Regions from separate parts of the Mus musculus genome. Here region 2 is linked to region 1. The links are chromatin contacts, called in public HiChIP or PLAC-seq maps. All regions are on one chromosome and are shown on one strand. Each heading gives the region's core, a stretch centred on a gene start, on an enhancer-like site or on the middle of the called end of the contact. The rest is flanking DNA. Distances are from core to core; before and after follow the strand shown.

The links. HiChIP or PLAC-seq counts read pairs in DNA pulled down with a chosen protein or histone mark.
Region 2: a contact with region 1 is called in an H3K4me3 HiChIP or PLAC-seq map of embryonic stem cells, with 3 times the contacts expected there. The contact joins the promoter of Rnps1 here to the promoter of Prss21 in region 1. A contact is called at or near these places in 2 of 39 promoter capture datasets (cranial neural crest and frontonasal cranial neural crest) and 2 of 115 datasets of contacts at active chromatin or transcription factors (embryonic stem cells and pancreatic cancer cells).

What each region holds. Positions count from the first base shown.
Region 1 is chr17:23,865,479-23,871,077 of GRCm38.p6, forward strand. Prss21 (protease, serine 21) reads left to right here and starts at 2,594. Exons shown (of 6, transcript NM_020487.4): 1 at 2,594-2,719; 2 at 2,821-2,847; 3 at 3,138-3,303; 4 at 3,881-4,164. The coding sequence starts at 2,617.
Region 2 is chr17:24,413,296-24,419,098 of GRCm38.p6, forward strand. It overlaps Rnps1 (RNA binding protein with serine rich domain 1), which reads left to right and starts at 1,380. Exons shown (of 9, transcript NM_009070.2): 1 at 1,380-1,439; 2 at 1,746-1,867; 3 at 4,743-4,923; 4 at 5,162-5,317. The coding sequence starts at 4,853. It overlaps D330041H03Rik (RIKEN cDNA D330041H03 gene), which reads right to left and starts at 1,218. Exons shown (of 6, transcript NR_033554.1): 1 at 1,017-1,218; 2 at 406-633.

The DNA.
Region 1 (5,599 bases), core at 1,344-3,843:
TAAAAAGGAGAAGTGGTAACCACAAGATGAACACCACATGTTTTCATTCATGTGGAATCTAAATTTAAATACTATTTTTTAATAAAAAATGTATGTGTAAGAGTTTTTTGCCAGTATGTATGTATATATGTATGTGTATATGTATTTATGTATGTGTGTATATGTGTATTTATGAGTGTGTAATATGCATTTATGTATGTGTATATGTGTATATGCATGTATGTGTGTGTATGTATGTATATGTATTTATGTGTGTATGTATGTGTGTATATGTGTGCATGTGTGTGTATGTGTGTGCACGTGTGTGTATGTGTATGCATGTGTGTATATGTGTGCATGAATGTGTGTGTGTGTATACCACATATATCAGAGGTCAAATCTCCTAGAACTGGACTTACCTATGTTTGTGAGCTGCCCTGTGAGGGTTGGGAGCCAAACTGAGGTCCTAGGCAAGAGCAGCAAGTGCCCCTCACTGCTGAGCCTTCTTTCTCTAGACCTCCAGTAAGATTTTGTTACTTGGAAGGGGACCAGTGGGAAAGTGGGAAGGGGCAAAGACTGTGGGAGAACATGCATGAAGCACAATGGTGCACACAGGATGAAAATATTGACACAGCCTACATTTGTACATTAGTAAAGAAATTAATTGAAAGATGAAAAATATTTAACCCAGACCTTCAGTCTGAACCTGTTCACTGAAACAGCAGCCAGAACAGCAGCCAGAACAGCAGCCAGAACAGCAGCCAGAACAGCAGCCAGAACACTGGCTCAGCAGGGACATCTGTCAATGGACGCAGGATAAAGACTGTGGTACAAACACATAATTGAATATTATTCAGCCACAAATAGACCAAGATCCTGTCCTTTGCAGCAACATGATGGATGAGATTATAGGACATTGCATAAGTGAATTAAATCAGACACAGGATAAATACCAAGAGCCAGGCATGTTGCTTATTGGGAAAGGCCCTGCCTAGCGTGTACAAGGCCCCGAGGTTCATCTCATCACAATCAAACAAACCCGAAACAAAAATCAAATACCATAAAAGTTAATCTCAAAGTGTAGAACCAGAGAGAGGTAGCCAGAGTCAGGGGTGCCGCAGAGGAGGGTGGTGGAGAGAGGGCTGAGTGATGGGGCCCAGGGTAGAAAGAGTAATTTCTAAAGTACCAAAACATGAGGGGTGAACTATGGGCAACAACCATTGTTTCAGAATAGTAGAGAGAAAATTTCCAGCACAAAGAAACGGTGAATGGTATGGATCTAACCATTTAACCTAGTCTGATTGCTGCACCATGTCTGCATGTACTAAGCCCATGCTAGCCAGGCATGGCACCGTATGCCTTAAATCCCTGGTTTTGCCTCTCCGATATGGACATGTAAATGGTTGCGCATGCACGTGTGGAAGCCCGTGCACACACACACACACACACACTCACAAGCAATTTTTTTTTTCAGAGAAAATAAACTGAACATGGTGACATATGGCTTTAGTCTCAGCACTCATGAGGCAGAGGCAGGAAGATCAATGTGACTTCAAGACCAACATGTTCTACATAGAGAGTTCCAGGACAGACAGAGCTATTGTAGTAAGACTCTGCCTCAAAACCAACCAACCAAACACCCCATAAAACAAACAAACAAACAAACAAAAGCAAAACAAAACAAAACCCTAAAACCAAACAAGCCCCACAAAAAAGGAGAAAAATAAATGTTTAATTAAAAACTTTCTCTCTGCTGGGTGGTGGTAGCGCACGCCTTTCATTCCAGCCAGGATGCAGGCAGATCTCTGTGAGTTCCAGGCCAGCCTGGTCTACAGAGTGAGTTTTTGGATAGTCAGGGCTATGCAGAGAAACCCTGTATGGAAAAACAAAATAATAATATCTCTTCATAATCTTTTGATAGTCTTAAAATCTTTTGATAGTCTTTACGTGTGTGTGTGTGTGTGTGTGTGTGTGTGTGTGTGTGTGTGTGTGTGTGTGTGAAGAAATTCTAGGAGGCACATGTCTGTAAACCTAGTCGAATCATAGACTTGTGTCCAGTGTGGGATGCAAAATAAATCACTGACTCGAAAAGAAAAACAAACAACGACAAAACCAACAAAGATAGAGAACAAGAAAAAAGAAAAGAAACTATATTTAAAAAGACGCGACAAGGAGGAAGGCTATTAAAGAGAAGCAGCAGTAGCCGAAGGCGGCAGGGCTCAGGGCTGGCCTGCTAAGGGAGAAAGCACAGGTGCCTCGGTTTTGCCAATATAGTCCTGTGAAGGAGCAAGTTCTTGGCTGATCCCAACAGGGACAGGCCTCAGAAGTATTACTCATGGACCTAACTGAGGGGATCTCTGGCTAAGCTTGATCCTGAAGGAAGTCGTGGGCAGGGGGCAGAAGGCAACAGGGGAGGCAACCGCCACCCACTGAGCTCAGAATACACAAGGACTGCTCCCGTTCACTAAGGTTGCTGTGCCATACCAACAGCTATAATGGATGCCCTGGAAGACAGTGTTAGGACACCACGGTCCCCAGACAATCCTTGGGCCTAGGGATTGGCGTCTTCTTCAGAGTGGGCGCGGGCCTGGCGTAGCAGGAAGTAAGAGGGGGTGCCAGGTGGCAGGAGAGGTGGCCATGGGCGCGCGGGGCAAGACGTTGGTGCCACTGCTGGTGGTTGTGGCGACTGCGGCGATGGCCTTACAGTCAACCTATTTGCAGGTGGATCCTGAGAAACCCGGTGAGCTGCTCTGGGGGTACTGTTGTGAGACTGGGGGCAGTGACAGGCAGATGGGGAAGTGAGGGCGAAGTGTCGCTTATTCTTCTCTCCCTTCCACCCAGAACTGCAGGAACCCGACCTATTGTCAGGTAAGGTGCTCAGAACGTGTTTTCCTGCGTGGTGGGCCTGCGTCGGGGGTGCACCTCAAGTATTCCTCTCCTTTGCCCCAGGATCGAGAACTCAACTGTGTTTGATAATAACGCACACCCCTGCCCCGGGGTGGGGGTGTTGGGGGCAGGTGCACACCGATCATATGGAGGGTGTCCCAGCAGACCCTCAGGAAGTCCCTCCCTTTCCTTGCCCGTGGCTTAAAAAGTGTCAGTGGTGGTGGGTGGGAGGGGAAAAAAAAATCTCTGCTCCGGTCTGATCCTCCTCACAGGGCCCTGCGGTCACAGGACCATCCCTTCCCGTATAGTGGGTGGCGATGATGCTGAGCTTGGCCGCTGGCCGTGGCAAGGGAGCCTGCGTGTATGGGGCAACCACTTATGTGGCGCAACCTTGCTCAACCGCCGCTGGGTGCTTACAGCTGCCCACTGCTTCCAAAAGTGAGTCTGGAGTCAAGCCTGGGCAGCTGAGGGGTGGGAAGGTTAGTAACCTTGGCCCTGAGTTTGACACCTGGGTAAGCTTTTTAGTGCAGCCTCAGGAGTAGCTGAAATGGGTTAGATCTGTAAGATTTACATTACTGCCCCTGAAAGGGAATCCTCTTCCAGTTCTTCTAGAATGTTCTTTCAGGACATTCTCATTCCCTTTGAGTGCTTTGACTGCTCTTTTTTTCCTTCAAGTCCTTCCCAAATATCCCTACACTAGTCCCCACACTTGCTCAGCTCCTTTGGGGACTACAGCTCCTTTGGGGGCTCCCCTAGGCTGACTCACCTTCTGTCTTTAGGACTACTCCAACAGACACAGGACCACTGGGGTAGCCACTCTTCTGCTTCTTCACTCAGTGCCCGGGAGCAAGGGCTCTCTTGCCCAGCCTCTCTGGGTTCTGTGGCCCCTATAGGAGGCTTTTTGGCCCATAAGGACTGGGCAGTTATGCTAAGGATGAACGTGAGGTAGTCGTCGCCTCAGAGAGAGGCCCAGCTGAGCTCAGGTGGCTTGAACTGCTCTCTCCTTCTCTGTCAGGGATAACGATCCTTTTGACTGGACAGTCCAGTTTGGTGAGCTGACATCCAGGCCATCTCTCTGGAACCTACAGGCCTATTCCAACCGTTACCAAATAGAAGATATTTTCCTGAGCCCCAAGTACTCGGAGCAGTATCCCAATGACATAGCCCTGCTGAAGCTGTCATCTCCAGTCACCTACAATAACTTCATCCAGCCCATCTGCCTCCTGAACTCCACGTACAAGTTTGAGAACCGAACTGACTGCTGGGTGACCGGCTGGGGGGCTATTGGAGAAGATGAGAGTGAGGCTGGGTACAGACGGGTTGGGGAGAGGGGCACTACCCTAACCTTTCACATTAGCCCTCCCTCCCTGGGCTCTGAGGCCCCACGGAGCCCCCTCTCGCTCACTCAACGTTTTCTTGTTTATTTTCCTTACTTCTGCTTGCAAGAAGGACAGGAGCTAGTCCTTTCCTCCCAGACAGGAACTCAGAGGTGCCAGGGAGGCCTGAAGGGGTGGGGACCTCATAGGGCCTGTAGGATGGCTTCTACAACACAGCTTTTATGATCTACCCACTTTGGCAGGCACCAATCAATCATCAGTGAGAGACAGGAAACACACTCACTCTGCCTGCTCCACCCACCCAAAATTCCGACTGTGCACACTCCTTCTTGGTGCACCCCTGAAATCCCTTTGGAGGTCTAATCACGTGCCTGCCTGCAGCTCAGCAGGAACCCTTGCACAAAGCCCCCACCCCCACCCCAAGGAGCACTGAGAACGGTTTCCCTCTAGGTGCCCTAGCTCTTACATCCTGGAGTGACCCTGCTCAGTTCTCTCTGACCTGGTCCATCTCTGCAATGCCCCCTAACCAGCGTCGTAGTAATAGATTCGGCTCCTTCCCTGCAGGTCACGTGCTTGGCTTGCAGGCTTGGGGACCCTGGTGCATCAAGGCAACGGCATAATTTAAAAAAAAAAAAACTTCATTTTATTTTATTTTTTTTTATATATATGAGTGTTTTGCCTGCAGGTGCGTGTCTCAGATTCCCCTAGAGCTGGAGTTATAGGCATTAGTGAACTGCCATACGGGTGCTGGAAATTGAACTTGGGTCCTTTAGAGCTAGCTCCCTAGCCCAAGAGTGTAGGTTTAAGAAAGGGATTTGAAGTATTTGATTTGATTTGTATGTGTGCACGCATGTCTCAGTGATGTGCGTGTGTGTGCAGATGCCCACAGAGGACAGAAGAGGGTGTGGGATCCCTAGGAGCTGAAGTTAGAGGTGTTTGTGAACCTTTCAGTAATACCGGGATCCTAATTCGTCCTCATGATGGAGAAAGTGTTCTTAACTTCTGAACCATCTCTCCAGCCTCCTTTAGAGGGATTGCATCTATTTATTTTGTTTTAAGAACATTTATTTAAAAAGGCGGAAGGGACAGGCAGTGGTGGCACCTTTAATCCCAGCTCTCAGGTGGCAGAAGTGGGCCTATCTTTTTGAGTTCGAGACCAGCCTGGTTTACAGAGTGAGTTCCAGGAGAGCCAGAGCTACAGAGAGAAACCCTGTCTTGAAAAAAAAAACAAAACAACAGCAAAAAATTTATGTGTGTTTGTGGGCTTGTGTGTTTGTGGGCTTGTGTGTGTGTGTGTGTGTGTGTGTATGTATGTTTACCGCATGCATGCAATTCCTGCAGAGGCTGGTAGAGGGCGTTGGCTCCCTTGGAACTGGAGCTGCAGGTGGTTGTGAGCT
Region 2 (5,803 bases), core at 130-2,629, 550 kb after region 1:
TGTAAGTGAGGGTCATCGTTTATTTGTTCCGTTCCACCAGAGAACAGCTAGCATCCACTTACCACTCATGTCTGACCACAGCAGACACAACAGCAATGCAAGAAAATCAGCTTATCCCTAATATCCTATACATTAAATAATCTTAAATCCAACAAGGGTACCAGACCAAACTGTCTAGATCTGCTAACCCCACCCCAAAAAATGAATACCTCAGGAAAGCAGACTTCAGAAGCAGGCTCCTCTTCCTGACTGTCCCACAGGACACACCCAGCTCCTTGGACCGAGATAATCTCTTCTCTCCATCTCTCCGGGATCACCAAAGTGCACATTGGCCACTTTCCTATCTTTCACAGCAATATGTAATCCAAATCTAAGTCACCTTTGTACCTTCCTCCTGAAGCTCACCTTAGCTCTGTTCCTCTTTCTTCGTTCCTGCCTCAAATCTACTTAGATAACCGCGGGGATTGTGTGCATATCCCTTTCTTCCGCAAATAACGGAGCAAGAATGTGCTAGGCAAACCGGGCGGTGGCGCTCGTCTTTAATCCCAGCAGTTGGGAGGCAGAGGCAGGCAGATTTCTGAGTTCTAGGCCAGCCTAGCCTGGTCTACAGAGTGAGTTCCAGGACAGCCAGGGCTACAAAACAAACAAACAAACAAACAAAAGAATGTGTTGGCAAAGTCGGGAGGCGGGGCACTACGGCGGGTGCTACTCTTTAGCCTCGTGCAGAGACCAGATCCTCTATGTCCTTGCTAAGAAGTTACTGACGTAACCCCGGTATAGACTAGCGTGCCTCTTCTTCTCCCAGCGATCCTGAACGCCTTTGCTGTTCCTTCTGCCCCACGCATTCTTGTCAGAAATGTCTCCTGGGAGAAACCTCCTTCAACATTTCCTCAAACTTTTTTCCTTTCTGGCCTCATCGGCCGCCCGCTACACCCAGTCAGCTGTATCCCACCAGCACAGAGACCATATCTATGCAATCACCACTAACTACCAGAGACTTGACCATAGGAACTCACCGTCCGTACCAGCCTGTCCCTTTACTACAATAACGCGGCCTCAGCAGGGTGCCTTAGATCCTAATGACAGCAGAGGCAACCCGAGTAGCTCCATCCACACAGATCCGGTAGGCGCCAAAGAGCACAAACCTCTGGTGCCGGTCAGCCAATCATCGCGCGCTTCAGAATGAGCAAAACAAGTCCAGGAAACTTTAGACCAGTCGGGGAGGGGGGGCGGGGGGGGGGACCGTAGGCGCTACGACGCTCCGCCCACACACAGTTGCTGTCCTTTAGTCCTCCACCGCTAACTTGCATTGGCTGAGTGTGCTTACGTCATCGTCGCGCGACGACGGCTGCGCCTTCCCGCTTCTCACCTCTGACGACAAAGTTGCGCCGGCGTCCTGGTCTGAGAAGAGCGGGAGGAGGTGGCGGCCTTGGGAAGATGTAAGTCGGGGTAGGAATCCGGCTGCATCCGACCTCCGGGGACCTTCTGCCAGGCTTGGCGGGGCGCATCGTGGAGCCGGTTGCGTTCCTCAGTGCGGCAGAGGCCCGCCGGCGAGGAACAGAGCCCGAGGAGAGAGTGTGGTTCAGGTCGGGCGGAGTGGGAGGTGTCGAGGCCGCGGCCCGGAAGTGGTCGAGGCGGTCACCGACGGAAGGGTGATCCCGCACGGTTCGCTCGGCGGCGACCCGCTTTAGCCTGCAGGACTCCAGCAGCTGCGAGCCCTGCCGCTTCTCTTGTTTTCTTGTCAGGCTGGAGACCTAGGCTCGCCACACCGGGCCCGACCTGAGTAGTGAGTGGAGAAAGAGGGTGGGAGGCGAGGTCGATGTCTGTGGCCGGAGCGGACGGTGCAGATTGCGAGCCGGCCTAAAAGGTTGGTTTCCTTTAAAGATCTCTTTCCACGAGTGTCTGTCGGAATCCAGTGTGCAGTTCTCAGTTCTGGGCATTGAGGATCCGTCCTAGGATGGACCGAGCACGGTTACGGAGCTCAGCGGGAGAGGATATGGGAAGGTTATGGTTGATGGTAGAGACGTGGTGGAGGCTTGCTTTCTCTACCTTGTGTTACTTCGTAGGCACTGTGTCTCCGATGTGCTTTTATATGTAGAGAGTGCTTTCAGATTGCCAAGACGCCCTCTGCTCGAGATTTAACCATTTGTTTTCTCCTCTCTCTGACTGTTGGACGCACACCTTTCCGGAGGATGGGAGAGGTGACCAAGGTCCTGAGCTGTTACCTGAGCTTGAGTGAACAGAGACCCTCACCTTTGCTTTCTAGCACTCGACCACACCCAGCAAAGAGTTCGCTTACGCCGCAGTTCATAATTTGTAGACTGCTTAACAATGGGTTCTGCCTGTTTCATAAAGTACATTCCAGCAGGTCGGGGTGCGGGTGCACAAGGGTGATCTCTACCCTTTGTCACTGGTATGAAGCACTTGAATAGTAACCCAAACCCCAAAAGTACATACCAGATTTAAATGACTTAGTATAGAAAACCCACAAGAAATTTAGTAATTTTATGTTGATTATATGTTACAAAGGTAATGTTCATTTTGTTAAAAACTAGTTTTGGGACCCACACACTGCCTTTAATCCCAGCACTCAGATGGCAAGTCAGAGTTTGAGGCTAGCTTGATCAACCTAGGCTAGCCAGGGCTGCCTAGTGAGACCATGTTTCAATAGGGGGGAAAAAGCCTTTAATTTTGGACTGTCAGTACTTGTGAATGGTAGAGGTCTTGTTGAGTATACTGGGCTCAGTGTTACTTCGTGTAGCCTTGCCTGTCCTGGAAGTAGACCAGGACAGACCTTTGAACTCGAGAGCCTCATTTCCCAGTTCTTGTTTCTAAAAAAAATAAGAAAGGTTTCACTAACTTTTGTGACTTGGCTGAAAGGAGATTAAAGGGTGTGCTCATGGTTCACACTCATGGACAGTGCTGCTTTTAGTGATCTCATCCAAAAGTCAGCTGAGCTGTAACACAGTTAACTAAGCAGCCAGAAATCAAACTTACCACTGAGCTTTTAGCTGGGTGCCTTGCCAGATTGATAGATTGATTTAGCCAAGCAAGGTTTAGGGAGCTAATTGTCAGGATTACTTAACTTGGTAGTATGCTTTTGCCTGTTGTGCACAAAGCCCTGGTTTCAGTCTCCAGCTCCATATCGAAAGCCTATAATCCCAGGCGGAGGCAGGAGATTCAAGTCATCCTACATAGAACATTTGAAGCCAGCCTGGGCTAGAGACCTTGTCTTTAATAGAATAAGCCTTTGGTTCCTGTACTCAGGAGACAGGAAGGATGAGTCCCAGCAAGGTGTCATGGTACACAGCTTTAATCCCAGCACTTGGGAAACAAAAGTGGGGGAATCTCTGTGACAGCCAGAGCTACAGGATAGCAAAAAAAAAAAAAAAAATTAAGAATGAGTGCCACAGCTGGACAGTGGTGGCACAGGCCTTTAATCCCAGCACTTGAGAGGCAGAGGCAGGTGGATTTCTTGAAGCCAGCCTGGTCTACAGAGTGGGTTCCAGGACAGCCAGGACTGCCCAGAGAAACCCTGTCTCGAGAAAAAAAAAAAAAAAGACTTGAAGCCTGAAACACAGGCTTGCTTGCTTGCTTACTCCAGACCATGGAAGATAGCTGAAAAGATATAGTCCTGGAAAGAAGCTAGATAGGTAATCATTTGCCATTTCTATTTGTCAAAGTAGTGGAAGGGAACTGTTCTCATGAGCTAGACTTATTCAGCAGCATTTAGAAGGGCCCTGTTTCTGAAAAGATGTATTCTCGCCTTACACTTGAGGAAGGTGAGGAAGAAGAGTTAGGATGTATCCTGAGGCCTTTTTTTGTATTTTGCTCCAAGAGAAGTCCCAGGGAGAATTAGCTGTCTTTAGTTGAGTACTTACTGTTACGTGGCATTATTGCTAAACCCTTAACACTGCCTATAAGATCTCAACCCATTCAGAGGTTTCAACAGTTGTGCCTACCTGACTGCTGACTAGATCTACCAAGTCACATTTTCCCCTTATTTGTTTATGGTTTACCTACCTGACAGTCTTACTTTTTTTCTTGCCTTTTTCTTTTTTTTCTTTTTTTTTCCTCCCAGGCAGGGTTTCTTTATGTCGCTTTGGCTGTCCTGGAATAGCTCTGAATCAGCCTGCCTCTGCCTCCCCTGTGCTGTGGTTGAAGGCTTGCACCGCCGCTCCAGCTTTCGGTTCTGTCTTAGTGCTCTCCTGTGAGGTTTTGCACGTTGTGTTGTGTTGAGTAATGTTTTGATGCTTGTCACTCAAAGTGCCAGCTACTCGTTACTCATTGTATCCTTAAAGAAAACAATGCCAATAAGACAAATCTGGGTTTTTCTCCTCTGAGGCCATTGTGGTGTCTAATATTTTGAAAGCCATCTACAGGTGGCTGGTTCATCATCAAACTTGGTGAACTCTAGTGTGGGACAGGCCCTAAAAAACCAAATGTAGCTACAATTACCTCTCCCACTTCATTAAGGAAAACAAAGAAGAATCTTAATATGCCTGTACCTTAGACATGTAATACATTTTGCCTTTCTTTCTCAAATAAAAAACCTAAGGTGGCCTCTAAGAGTAGGAAAGGCCTCCATGGCGCGCTAATGAGGGCCCTGGGTGTCAAGGCTGTGTGGACACTTGCTGTTTGCTGTGCTTCTGTCCTGTGTGCTCAACGGTCTTTGATGCAAAATAGAGTTGATGCTTTGTCAATTGGTTTGCTCTATTTCAATCCTTTTATCTTGTTACTAGGCTGCTCTTTGGCGTAAATTGCAATCGATTAGGGATCGTTTCTCAGACTCAAGTTAGAAGTGAGAGTTCAGATAAGTGAGGCCGACATTGCTGCCTTGAAGAAGGGGAGAATGGATTTATCAGGAGTGAAAAAGAAGAGCTTGCTAGGAGTCAAAGAGAATAATAAAAAGTCCAGCACTAGGTAATCCTCTGTAAGATTTTTTTCTAGTGCTATTTTGGGGGTGCTTGCTGTTTAAGGACCCTAGGAAAGGGGAGATTTTTGTTGTTGTTGTTCTACAGTGCGTGCCCTAATTCACAGATGATTTTGCTCTGTGATCACCTGGGATGTTAGTAATCCTTTTGGACCGCACTACTGGGTTGTGCTATCTCAGGGTTTGGTCAGAAGGGCTTGCAACCTCACATTCTATCTTATCATGCAGGGCTCCTTCTCCTACCAAACGCAAGGACCGATCTGATGAGAAGTCCAAGGATCGATCTAAAGATAAAGGGGCCACTAAAGAGTCAAGTGAGAAGGATCGTGGCAGAGATAAGACTCGGAAGAGACGCAGTGCTTCAAGCGGAAGCAGCAGTACCAGGTGGGGCAGAGGGAACCATGTCTTCCTTCACTGTGAAGCCCTCCAAGAACTTCTTTGGGGGAAAGGGGTGACACGTGTGTGTTGTGAAGGCCAAAAGTATGTTAAATTTCTTCCTTTGGGGAGGTGTGAAGGCCATCTGCTCTTCCATGTTCCCACAAACAAACAAACCTAGGTCCAGTTCAGCAAAGTTCACTCTAGGAAATCAGTGAGTTTACCAGGCTTCCAGTGCAGTGGGTGAAGGATAATTGGCAGGAATGTGGGTGGTAACTGCCCTGTGAATGTTCCCTCCCCACAGTCCCCTACTTAAAGCCTTTGCCTGAGACCTGAGGACCTGTGCAAATAGGGCAGAATTACAACTGGTTTGGAGGGGTGGCTGGATACTCCAGTGAGGGTCCCTTGACCCTGTCCCTTCCAAGAGAGACAAGCCCAGTGTGATGATCGTTAGTGAGCAAGCCCAGTTGAAGTGAGAATGACAGCAACTTTTCT